Regions from separate parts of the Macaca mulatta genome. Here region 1 is linked to region 2. Evidence: chromatin contacts called from public Hi-C data. All regions are on one chromosome and are shown on one strand. The core of a region is the stretch at or near the end of the contact, and the rest is flanking DNA. Distances in the headings are between cores, read along the strand shown. Region 1 holds the start of RAD9A (RAD9 checkpoint clamp component A). Region 2 holds the start of CDK2AP2 (cyclin dependent kinase 2 associated protein 2).

What was found. A called contact is a pair of places that touch in the nucleus more often than the background predicts.
Region 1: a Hi-C map of liver shows a contact between it and region 2, with 1.9 times the contacts expected there. The contact joins the promoter of RAD9A here to the promoter of CDK2AP2 in region 2. A contact is called at or near these places in 2 of 14 Hi-C or Micro-C datasets (fetal cortex germinal zone and liver).

The regions. Positions count from the first base shown.
Region 1 is chr14:6,990,205-6,995,591 of T2T-MMU8v2.0, reverse strand. RAD9A (RAD9 checkpoint clamp component A) reads left to right here and starts at 1,475. Exons shown (of 10, transcript XR_013403509.1): 1 at 1,475-2,150; 2 at 2,723-2,851; 3 at 3,567-3,681; 4 at 3,762-3,861.
Region 2 is chr14:6,871,976-6,878,198 of T2T-MMU8v2.0, reverse strand. It overlaps CDK2AP2 (cyclin dependent kinase 2 associated protein 2), which reads right to left and starts at 4,076. Exons shown (of 4, transcript NM_001266586.1): 1 at 3,530-4,076; 2 at 3,121-3,218; 3 at 2,894-3,026; 4 at 2,045-2,540. The coding sequence starts at 3,611. The coding sequence ends at 2,473. It overlaps PITPNM1 (phosphatidylinositol transfer protein membrane associated 1), which reads right to left and starts at 1,802. Exons shown (of 25, transcript XM_077961983.1): 1 at 1,702-1,802.

The DNA.
Region 1 (5,387 bases), core at 226-2,725, 120 kb before region 2:
AGAGAGGGAGAAACAAAGTGTATGCATGTATCCAAATGTCAGCTGTACTCTCTCTATGTGTACAATTATTATGTATCAATTCAACTCATTTGAAAGTGGGTCTGGAGAGCAAGGGGTGCAGAGACAAATAAATCTTCTCCACTACCACAGGATCTGAGGGGCAAGGCACAGACAGGCCCTACGGGAACACAGGGATGCCCTGGGCCCTTCAAAGAACCACCAGAGCCTTGGTACTGTGGGGAGAATAGGGGTCAGTGAGTTTCTCTAGGACTCCCTTACATTTTACTCACCTGGACCTGGAGGCCCAGGAGAAGGGGAAGACCTTCCAGCTGATGCATCCCCACCTGGCACACAGTCTGGTTTTTTTTTTTTTGAGATGGAGTCTCGCTCTGTCGCCAGGCTGGAGTGCAGTGGCACGATCTCGGCTTACTGCAACCTCCACCTCCCGGGTTCAAGCAATTCTCCTGCCTCAGCCTCCAGAGTAGCTGGGACTACAGATGCTCGCCAACACGCCCGGCTAATTTTTGTACTTTTAGTAGAGAAGGGGTTTCACAATGTTGGCCAGAATGGTCTGGATCTCTTGACCTGGTGATCCGCCCGCCTCAGCCTCCCAAAGTGGTAGGATTATAGGCATAAGCCACCACGCCCGGCCAGTCTGAGGTCTTTTAAAAACACAGGCCCGGGCTGGGCGTGGTGGCCCATGCCTGTAATCCCAGCACTTTGGGAGGCCAAGGCGGGCAGATCACTTGAGGTCAGGAGTTCAAGACCAGCCTGGCCAACATGGCGAAACCCGTCTCTACTAAAAGTACACAAATTAGCTAGGCCTTGTGGCAGGCGCCTGTAATCCCAGCTACTTGGGAGGCTGAGGCAAGAGAATCGCTTGAACCTGGGAGGCGTGATCGTGCCACTGTACTCCAGCCTGGGCGACAGAACGAGACTCTATCTCAAAACAAACAAAAAAACCCCCCACACAAAAAAAGACCAAAAAAAAAAAAAAAAACCCAAAAAAAACCAGGCCGGATGCAGCGGCTCACGCCACTTTGAGAGGCCAAGGCGGAAAGATATCTTGAACCCTAGAGTTGAGACGGGCCTGAGCAACATGGCAAGACTCCGTCTCTACAAAAAAAAAAAAAAAAAGCCGGGCGTGGTGGGTGTGCCTGTGGTCCCAGATACTCAGGAGACTGAGGTGGGAGGATACCTTGAGCCCAGGAGTTCCAGGCGACAGTGAGCCGTGTTCGCGCCACTGCACTCCAGCCTGGGTGACAGAGCAAGAATATGTCTCGGGGAAAAAAAAAAAAAAAAAAAAAGGCACATAACCACGATCTACCCTCGTAAAACATTTCTAGAGCGTCCCAGCGGTGCCCCTCATCATCTGGCGGCCCCTAAGCCTCTCTGAGACTCACAGACCTACTCCCCTCTCCAGGGGGCGGAGCCCACACCGCTGAGCATTTACTCTTGTTCCTCCCTCTGCCAGGAGCACCGTTCTACCCCTTTCTGCCTGGAGAAGCTGCCGTTTTTCCTTCAAGGATCCTCGAAGCCAGAAGGAGCAGCCACCTCCCACTCCCAGCTGCTGCAAGCAAGCTGCTTTGACCTCTTTCTAGAGTTGGGGATTGCTGCTGGAGTTCGAGTCTCCGGCCCAGAGTGGGTGCGATGGTCTTGCTTGCACCGTGTATCCTCCGACAGACGCCCGGGAACTCTACTCAGTGGGTGACCCCAGAGAGCTCGCACCCACATTCGGACTCCGAGTCTAGCGCTCGGTCCACTGCACAGGAACCTCGCGCCCCAGAGCTGCGTCCTCTCTGCCCTTCGCGATCCGATGCGCGGCCCGCGGGACGCCCCGATCTCCAAGGGCGCTGAAGGCCGAGGCGTGCCTGGAGAGCCAGGAGCAGCTGACGGGCGCCGCGGGCCTCCCGGGTCACGTGACACCCGGGGCAACGTGCGCCGTCACGTGACGGCGGAGCCTGTGAACGTTTTTCTCACGTGACGGAGGCGCCTGCGTGTGGACCAATGGGGAGGCGGGGGAGGGGCTGGCAGGGGCGGTGCGCGGGAAGGACCCCGGGCTCTGAGGTCGCGGAGTGTGGGGTAGTGCTGGCCGCTGGCTGGGCGCTGGGGCAGCATGAAGTGCCTGGTCACGGGCGGCAACGTGAAGGGTGAGTGCGGGTCGGCCTGGCAGCGGCGGTGCAGGAGCCGCGGAGCCGCCAGCCTAACCCCCTTCCGCTCTCCTCCCCGCAGTGCTCGGCAAGGCCGTCCACTCCCTGTCCCGCATCGGGGACGAGCTCTACCTGGAACCCTTGGAGGACGGGGTGAGGGGCTGGGGTGTGGGGGGGCGGGTGGGACTCCAGCCGGGAGCGGGTAACCCGGACTCGAGTCTCGCCCCCACTAGGCGGGATGACCGCTGGCAGATTTGTCGGCAGAGTTTCAGTTTCTCAGCCTAGCGCCTGTCATCTTCCCAGGCCGGTGTGTGAATTGCAAGCTGGCCTCCTGTGAGCTCCCAGGGGGTAACGTGCCCTTAGAGAAACTCGGGGTAGGCCTGGGTGTGCGACCGCTCCTCTGCGGCAGCAGCCCCGAGGCCGACTCTGAAGGCTTCATGTGGAAGGAGGGTTTCAGCAGGTGGTGGCAGAGCGGGAGGACGATAGAGCAAGTGTGTGAGCAGAAGCAGCCGGAGGGCTGGGTCTGTGGCTGCCCCCTGACCACGTCCCTCTCCCTGCTCTTCGTGGCCCAGCTCTCCCTCCGGACGGTGAACTCCTCCCGCTCTGCCTATGCCTGCTTTCTCTTTGCTCCGCTCTTCTTCCAGCAATACCAGGCAGCAACCCCTGGTCAGGACCTGCTGCGCTGTAAGATCCTGATGAAGGTGAGGCCCTTCCCTCAGCAGTGGCACTGCCCCATCCCAGGAATCTCCACTAGCTGTGCCTCTGCCCTGGGGTACTCAGTAGATGCTAAGTGGGGAGAGAGACACGTGCAAGTCCAATCCATGCAAAACACAGGGAGGGCCTTGGTAAAAGCATCACAGCGGGGACCTGAGAGGGTGGTGAGGCTCAAGTTCGTCAAGAAAGGTAAGCAGGTCTTTTGGCCGGGTGCGGTGGCTCACACCTGTAATCCCAGCACTTTGGGAGGCTGAGGTGGGCAGATCATGAGGTCAGGAGTTCAAGACTACCCTGGCCAACATGGTGAAACCCCGTCTCTACTAAAAATACAAAAATTAGCCGGGTGTGGTGGTGGGGGCCTATAATCCCAGTTACTTGGGAGGCTGAGGCAGGAGAATTGCTTGAACCCGGGAGGCGGAGGTTGCAGTGAGCCAAGATCGCACCACTGCACTCCAGCCTGGGTGACAGAGCGAGACTCCATCTCAAATAAAAAAAAAAGAGAAAGGTAAGCAGGTCTTTCAAGGCATTGCAAGCATAAGGAAGAGCATGAATGAGGCCTAGAAGGATGCCAGTGTCCCGTGTGATGTGGGAGCCCTTTTCCCAGAGTTACAGGCTGGGCCCATGATTGGTGTGGGCCTACACGGGACAGGAGAGCTTGTTGCAGAGATGCGGTGCTAGGCTGAGGTGTCTTATCCCATTTAGTCCTTCCTGTCTGTCTTCCGCTCACTGGCGATGCTGGAGAAGACGGTGGAAAAATGCTGCATCTCCCTGAACGGCCGGAGCAGCCGCCTGGTGGTCCAGCTGCACTGCAAGTTCGGTGAGTGGGCAGCCGGACAGCCAAGGGGTGCCTCAGCAGGGAGGTCGGCGAGGCCCACTGAGACCCTATCGCCCATCCAGGGGTGCGGAAGACTCACAACCTGTCCTTCCAGGACTGTGAGTCCCTGCAGGCCGTCTTCGACCCAGCCTCGTGCCCCCACATGCTCCGCGCCCCAGCACGGTGAGCACACCCCTGCCCTCAGCTCAGCTCCAGGTCTCTCTCTTCCTTCTTTGGGGCCTCAAGGGTTGATTTAAGAAGGTATGTCCTTCATTTCCCTACAGAGTTTCTGTGAACCTCAAAGACATCCCATGGCCCGCTATGTGCTCAGGTCCTTACCTGGCTCTTTAAAGGCAGACGGTGGCATGGAGGAGGGGCAGGCGCCTCCTTGCTCCATTCTCCTCACTGTTAGGAGCCTTCGTTCTCCATCCCAAAGGTCTGACTTGACTTTCTGGCTGCTCAGACCCATTCCAATTCCTCCTCTAGGAAGCAGATTTCTGGCCTGCCACCAAATCTCTTGTCTGGCTTGAGTAACCTTGAAGGTCTTCCCTTAACCTGTGGCTCAGAGGCTCACACCCCTTCTCCGGCCTGGGCATCCTTCCAGAGGTGCTCCCCACTCAAGGGCAGCCTCTTTTCCTGACTGCCCAGGATCAAGGAGTCCCCAAGGCCAGGGCAGGAGGCTGGAGGGAAGGTTGTGGTTCAGGAGGGCTGCCTGAGTAATCAGCTGTGGGTGGAGCCATTCTGGGCAGTCCGAGCACTGGGGGCTGTCTGGGGCCAGGGAAACAGGGACTCCAGTGGAAGCAAAGGTCCCTGGCAAGGACCAGTTCAGAGAGGAGTGGGCTCTCCCCCTGTCCCTGTCCCACGCTGGACACTGCTTGTATTCAAGTGGCCCAAGGTCCTGCTTATTTCTCAGGGTGACTGAATGTCCCTTTGGGTCCTGACATCTGTTTCCCTAGGTTCTCTTGAGCCAGCACTGCTCAGAGCTCTTTTGGGTAGAGAGGGGGGCCAATTCCTTGGGCTGCATTTAGGGTTTTTTGGTTGGTTTTTTTTTGAGATGGAGTTTTGCTCTTGTTGCCCAGGCAGTGGCACGATCTAGGCTCACCACAACCTCCGCCTCCCGATTCAAGTGATTCTCCTGCCTCAGCCTACCAAGTAGCTGGGATTGTAGGCATGCGCCACCATGCCTGGCTAATTTTTTGTATTTTTAGTAGAGACAGGGTTTCTCTTTGTTGGTCAGGCTGGTCTTGAATTCCCAACCTCAGGTGATCTGCCCGCCTCAGCCTCCCAAAGTGCTGAGATTATGGGCGTGAGCCACCGCGCCCTTTTGTGTGTGTGTGTGTGAGATGGAGTCTCGCTCTGTCGCCCAGGCTGGAGTGCAGTGGCGGGATCTCGGCTCACTGCAAGCTCCGCCTCCCGGGTTCACGCCATTCTCCTGCCTCAGCCTCCCGAGTAGCTGGGAGTACAGGCGCCTGCCATCACGCCTGGCTAATTTTTTGTATTTTTAGTAGATGGGGTTTCACCATGTTAGCCAGGATGGTCTTGATCTCCTGACCTCGTGATCCGCCCGCCTCAGCCTCCCAAAGTGCTGGAATTACAGGCATGAGCCACCACACCTGGCCCCCAGTCTCTTTTTTTAAAAAATGAGCAGTCGTTTCTCTCATTTTGTTTGTTCTGAGACGGAGTCTTGCTCTGTCGCCCAGGCTGGAGTG
Region 2 (6,223 bases), core at 2,827-5,326:
CCGGAGCGCCAGGCTCCGGCCGGCGGGCGGGAGGGCCACCTTGCCTCTCCCGCTGCGACCGCGTCCTAACCCCGGGAAACGGCATCTCTCGGGGGCGCGCCCTCCGAAGCCCCGGGGCCCCTCCTTCCGGGCCCGCCTTCCGCGACCGGCCCCTTGGGGACCCGCCCCCTGCATCCCTTTCCCGGAGTCAGCGGGGTCCCAGGTCCCCCACTCTCAGACGTCCACCTAGAGCTTTGTTCCCCGAGTGTCTCTGCGCCGAGTGGCCCCGTGCGCCCAGCATCTCTGCCAGGGTTCCCCATGCCCTGCACCAGAACCTACCTTCGGGGACTAGGAATCCCCTCCGCCCTCCAGATCTGCCTTCTTCACCATGCAGGGCAGCCGGGTCCTCGACCTCCCCCTCCCAGCATCCTTCCTGGACCCCCGGCCCTCGCTGGCTCTCCACGCGCCTAGGCAGCCACCCCGTCCTCTTCTGGGGGGGTGAGCCCTCCTCAGGCTGAGGCCAGAGTGGCTCCACTTGGTATCCCACGGGCCCTGGCCCTGGAGACCCGCTCCGCCCACCTGCGCCCCAGACTGGCACCGAGGTTCCGCTGCAGGCACCCCTCCATCCCCCACTCGCACCCCGCGAGCAAGCGAGAGGCCCCGTTGTCCCCACTTCCCTCTGCTCGCCGGCGTCCCGGTCCCCTGCCGCGCTCTCGGCCCGCCTGCCGACGTCCCGGCTCACCTCTAGCTTGAGGCGGGCGCCCCTCACCCAGCCCGGGCAGGGCCGGCCGGCCCGTGGGTCGGAGCCCGGAGCGCCCCCAGCCCCGGCCTTGGGTTCCAGCGGTGGCCGGACCCTCCCGAGGCGCAGTGCCGGCCCATGGCCCCGACCTTCCTCTCGATCCGCCCGCCGGCGCCCCTGCCGTCCCTCCCCGCAGCCCGCCGCGTCACTGCGGCCGCCCCGCCCCTTTCCTGGGCCCGGCTGGCCCTCCCCACCCCGGCGGGGTCCGGGCAGCCCCGCCTGCAGCGGAGGAGGCGGGGAGGCAGGCCCCTGCCTTCCTTCCCCCGGGCAGTGGGAAAGAGGCCATTGCCTAAATTCTGGCACTTCTTAGTCCCTCAGTGCTGACTGGGGTCCCCAAAGACTCTTAGTTCCTATCTCCACCCTAGCCCAGCCCTCCTGTGTACAGTGACAAGGTGGAGTTTGATAAAGGAGGTCCCAGGCCCACTCTCCTCTTCTCACCCAGTCCTTAGATTTGGGACCCAGGGTAGAGGAAATGCCTCCCCACCAGTCTAGCCAGAAGCTGGCGGCTCTGACGTGCCTCCACCTAGGGCTGGGCTCCAGGGCCCCAGGCCTCTATGGTCACCCAGCTACACGCCCAGGCAGAAGCGGGTTGTCACTCTGAGTGGCTGGGCTAGTCCCTGCATGGGGCCACAAAGCCTCCCCCACCTCTGCCTTCCGGGTCCACAAGTCTGGTCACCCAGCCACCCGGAGTCTGGGCAAAGGCCTCATGAGGCACCGCAAGGCTGGGCTCATGGGATCCCACCCAGCCTGCTACAAGGTGCTGGGGTAGTGACAGCAGCACCCGGCCAGCCCCTCCCCTTGACTGTGAGGCCAAGGGCTGGAAGCAGCAGTGCCCGTTCTCTCTGAGGAGTCAGAGACCTTCAGGGCTGATTCAGAGGCTGGGGTGTTGTCAGGGCATTAGGGCGTTTGAGGGAGTGGCTTACGTGAACTGGCATTTCCATGCTGCCAGGCATCACCGCCAATCCAGAGGAAGCGCCCTCCAGGCCCAGGCTGCCCATAGCGCCAAGGGCTGTGGAAGCAGCCAGGCCCTGTGCTGCCCCCTGGTGGCACCACAGGAAGGCCCAGGGCTCTCAGCGCCACGGCTGGGGCGGAGAGGGCCCGGTTCCCACCTGAGGCTGATGGCCCACAGAGGCAAGTCAAACCCTGTTTAGTCACACCCTCCCCACTCCTAGTCTCCTCTTCCCCTTTCTCTGCCTGGCCCACCCAGGTTTAGCTGAAGAACCAGACCCAGAAAGGCTCAGAGCTGAGAGCACAACTCCAAATCATCTTTTATTAATATAAAAAGGGCATATTTAGCAAAAGACACACAGATAAAAGAGTCACTATGGCTCAGGACACAAGGCAGTGAGGTGCCAGGCCTGAGCCCCTGCTGGGGGAGAAGGAGGCTCGGGACAAAGTGGGAGAAGGGCTGGGAAGGGCTGAGCGGTGGGGACCACAGAAAGTTCCGGTGGGCAACACTGTTGGCAGGTCATGGGTGGGACTCATGGGGACCTCGCTGCTAACTCTTGTTGTGGGGGGATGTCCTTAGTGCTGCCACCTGGAGAGCCGCTCCTTGGTTCCTGGAGGGGACCCACCAAGGGACACAGGACAGGAAGCCCAGGATGGTTAGTGCAACTCGGGATGAAGGCCAGGGAGAAGCGGGTGCTCTGCAGTGGCCGGGAAAGGTCCAGACGCTGAGGCCGGGGCGCTTCCTGTTACGTGCGGGCGTTCCGCTCTGTCTCTGCCAGGCACTCTCTGACTAGGGCCCGAGCATGGATGATACCTGGTGGTGGGGTGGGGTCTCAGCAACCCTCCACAGCCCCACCCACTGCCCTCCAGAGGAGGACCCCTGCCTCCCCACTCCCTTTCCCCTTTCAGCAAGAGAAATTCCAAACTAATGACGGCTAGATGAGATTAGAGGTTTGGTTAATCCTCAAGGTTGCCCTGTAGAAGTACAAATTCCCAGGCTCTTCCCTGGAAATGGACGCAATTTCAATTCGATTCAAAACACCTCTCTGGGTAGTAATACTGGCCCTCCTCTAGGCTTGGCTCAGGTGGCCTCCGGATGTCTTTCTTTCCCTAATGGAAGATAGTCCAGTGTCGGTTTCCTAAGCAGGGCGGCCTGGCCTCACTTACCTCTCTTCAGGCGCTCCATGGCGCTCTTGCTGCCAGCATATGTGGGCCGGATCTCTTTGCCCATCTCCTCTATGACTGACAGCAGGTCCGTGTAGGTGCTCTGGGAGCCCTGGGCGCCGGGTGGCTTCATCGCCTATGTCAAAAGAGAACAGGGCAGTGAGCTCAGGCACCTGGCGGGGAGGGGGACTCCAGTCCCCATCCATAAGCAAGCCTTTGGCCCCACTCACCTGCACGTAGCCCATGGAAGGCGGTCCAAAGTCGTTAAACAGCGGTCTAAAAGGAGCGGCGGCTCCTGGCACTGAGCCCGACGGCGACGGGACGCTTCCTGCAGCAACAGGCGCGAGTAAGAGGTCAGCGCGGGGCAGGGACGCCGCCTCCCAGCTTTTCCAAGCCCAGGACCGGGTTCGCCCGATTCCCTCCAAAGGATGCTTCATTCCAGGCTGATCAACTTCAGGGACAAATCCCTCCCACTGCGCTCCACCTACAAGCCCTTACGTGACCACGCCCACTTCACAGGCCAGCAAACTGAGGCTCAGCGAGGGTAGGCGGCAAGCCCAGTATTGCAGAACTCAGGCCGTCTTCTCTTCGAGACCTCGACCGCCCGGCAGGCGAGCAGGGGTGGAGCTGGATCCTCACCTGTAGGGACCGGGGTGCCCGGCCCAGGGGTGCTGGAGCCAGGGGTGCTGCTGGGGGCAGGGGCGATGGGTTTGTAGGACATCCCCAACTCCTGGGCGCGGCGGACGCCAGCCGGCCGCTCCTCGGGGGTTGGCTGCCGGGCCGCTCAGCCGCGCTCTGATTGGCAAGCGGGCTGCACGCCCCTGGTAAATAGAGGTCTGGCCGGAAGGGCGAGCGGGCACGAATGCTCCCTCACTCCCGATTGGTGGGCGAAGATGTCACTCGAGCCTCCTTATTGGCCGAGACCTGCCCCAGCAGGTCGCAACCGCCGCCGATTGGCCTCCGCCTTCCGGACCTCGCACCTGTCTGCTCCGGATTGGGCGGTGGCCACCGCCCTCCGCAATTGGCGAGTTCGCGGCCCGGGCCGGCGCGCTTTCAATCCGATTAGTCCCCAGGCCCTAGAGGCGGGGCCTCGGGAACCCGGACCCGGGGCTGGGCCGCCGGTTCGCGCCGAGGGTGTCTTCCCGGGCGCGGGCGCCACCCTCGCGCCTCACTAGCGCTGCTTCAGACGTCTGCTCCGCTCTGCCCAGTTTCGGCCCAGCAGGGGTTGCTGTCGCCGCTGCCGTGGCCGCTGTCACCGCTGCCGTGCGCGCTTCTCTGCTCCGGGGGCCGAAGGACGCAGGGCTTTGACGTCCCGAGCCCCGCGCCCCACCCCGTGCGCTTTTACGTCACCTTTCACCGGTTCAACACCCTCTCCCCGATCTGCGCATGCGCCCGCCCGAGGCCTGCGTTTGTTCCCATGGCAACGGGCCCTTCATCTATGCCGCCGCGCACCGTTCTTCCTGAGGCTTGGCTTGTCCTCAGGTCCAAGGGCGACCTCAAGGACCCCTTTGCCCTCACCCCCAAGGCCCCGCGCCGCTGCCTCAGTTAGTGATAATGGCCGTAGGGCAAACAGGGATTACTTGTGTGCCGGGCCCCGGACCAAATTGGTCAAGAGCACAGACTGGAGCCAACCGCCTGGGTTCGAATCTCAGTACCACCCCCACTAGCGATTTCCCCCAGGCAAGTTTCTCACCTCAGTATGCCTCAGTTTCCCCATCCGTAAAATGGGGAAAATGACAATCTCATTGGGTTGTGTGGATTAAATGAATAGTCATAAAGAGCTTCCTGTCCCACTCCAGGGCCCCCATACCTTTCCACTCCACCACTCAGACCCCTCCCCTCAAATCTCATTCGCCATAAACTTAGACCTCAGACCCTCCTCCACTCACTAACCCTTTCTCCCAGGCTCCTTCCCCAAACTCAGACTTCTCTGGCCTTGTGTACCTTCATGCTCCCAGCTTTGTAGATCTTAATCTCCAGGACAGTCATTCATTCATTCATTCATTCATTCATTCATTCATCCATCCATCCAACAAACATGTTCTGGCCCGGCGCGGTGGCTCACGCCTGTAATCCCAGCACTTTGAGAGGCCGAGGCAGGCTGATCACGAGGTCAAGAGTTCGACCTCGTGATCGAACATGGTGAAACCCCTGTCTCTACTAAAAATACAAAAATTATCTGGGCGTGGTGGTGGGCACCTGTAATCCCAGCTATTCGGGAGGCTGAGGCAGGAGAATCGTTCAAACAGAAGTTGCAATGAGCCGAGATCGTGCCATTGCACTCCAGCCTGGGTGACAGGGCAAGTCTCCGTCTCAAACAAAAACAAAAACAAAACCCAAGAAACCACACAAAAACCATGTTCTGACTCCCTCCTCCATCTCATGCTTTGTACTGAACCCTGAGGTTAAAGAAATGAACAGGCCATGGCCTCTGTACTCAAGGAGGCCTTATTCTCTGAGACAGTGAAGCAACATCTTCCTTACATTGCAGTAAGTCAGTGGCCACAAGGGAGAACGGGACAGGGTTCATTGGAACTTAGAGGAAGGGCCTGCCGGGTGGCATCACAGAAATATCTCCAGAGCAGGTGGCATTCGAGTAGGTGAGGGTGGAAGCAGAGACCGAGGGGACACTCCAGGTAGAAGGACTGGCATGTGCAAAATCTTAGGAAATGGGAGAGCACAACATGTGCTTGAGAACCAGCCTTTTTCTTTCCTTTTTTTTCTGCCGGAGAGTTCACTGGGAAGTGGAGGTGGAGCCGTGGACATAACCGCAGGGGCAGGAAGGGCACCTTAGGTGACCTGGATGTAAGGAAGCTGAGTTGACCACGGAGTCCAGTGCTTCCCTAACTCCAGCCATTAGGAAAACTCCATCAGTTTTGCCATCTATTTAACATTTCCTTTTAATTAATTCACTTTTAAAAATCTTAAATGGAAAGGAAAAGGAATAATGTCCATTTAATCGTGTGCTCACTATTTATAGTTTTCTAATACATATTCAAACTGAACACTGTTGAAAAGGTGTTGATTAGGTCACCCAAGGACTTCTGCTCCTACCGGTGGCACTGAGGGTGCGTGCCAGAGAAATCTGCTGTGGATAGTAGGTGAAGAGGAGACACTGAAAGTTACACCTTCTTTGGGAACCACCAAGCCCCAACTCCCTCTGTTACAGGAAATGGGTCTGGATCCATATCCCACTAGAGGGTTCTTGGATCTTGCACAAGAAATAATTTAGGGGCCGGGCGCGGTGGCTCAAGCCTGTAATCCCAGCACTTCGGGAGGCCGAGACGGGCGGATCAAGAGGCCGGGAGATCGAGACCATCCTAACACGGTGAA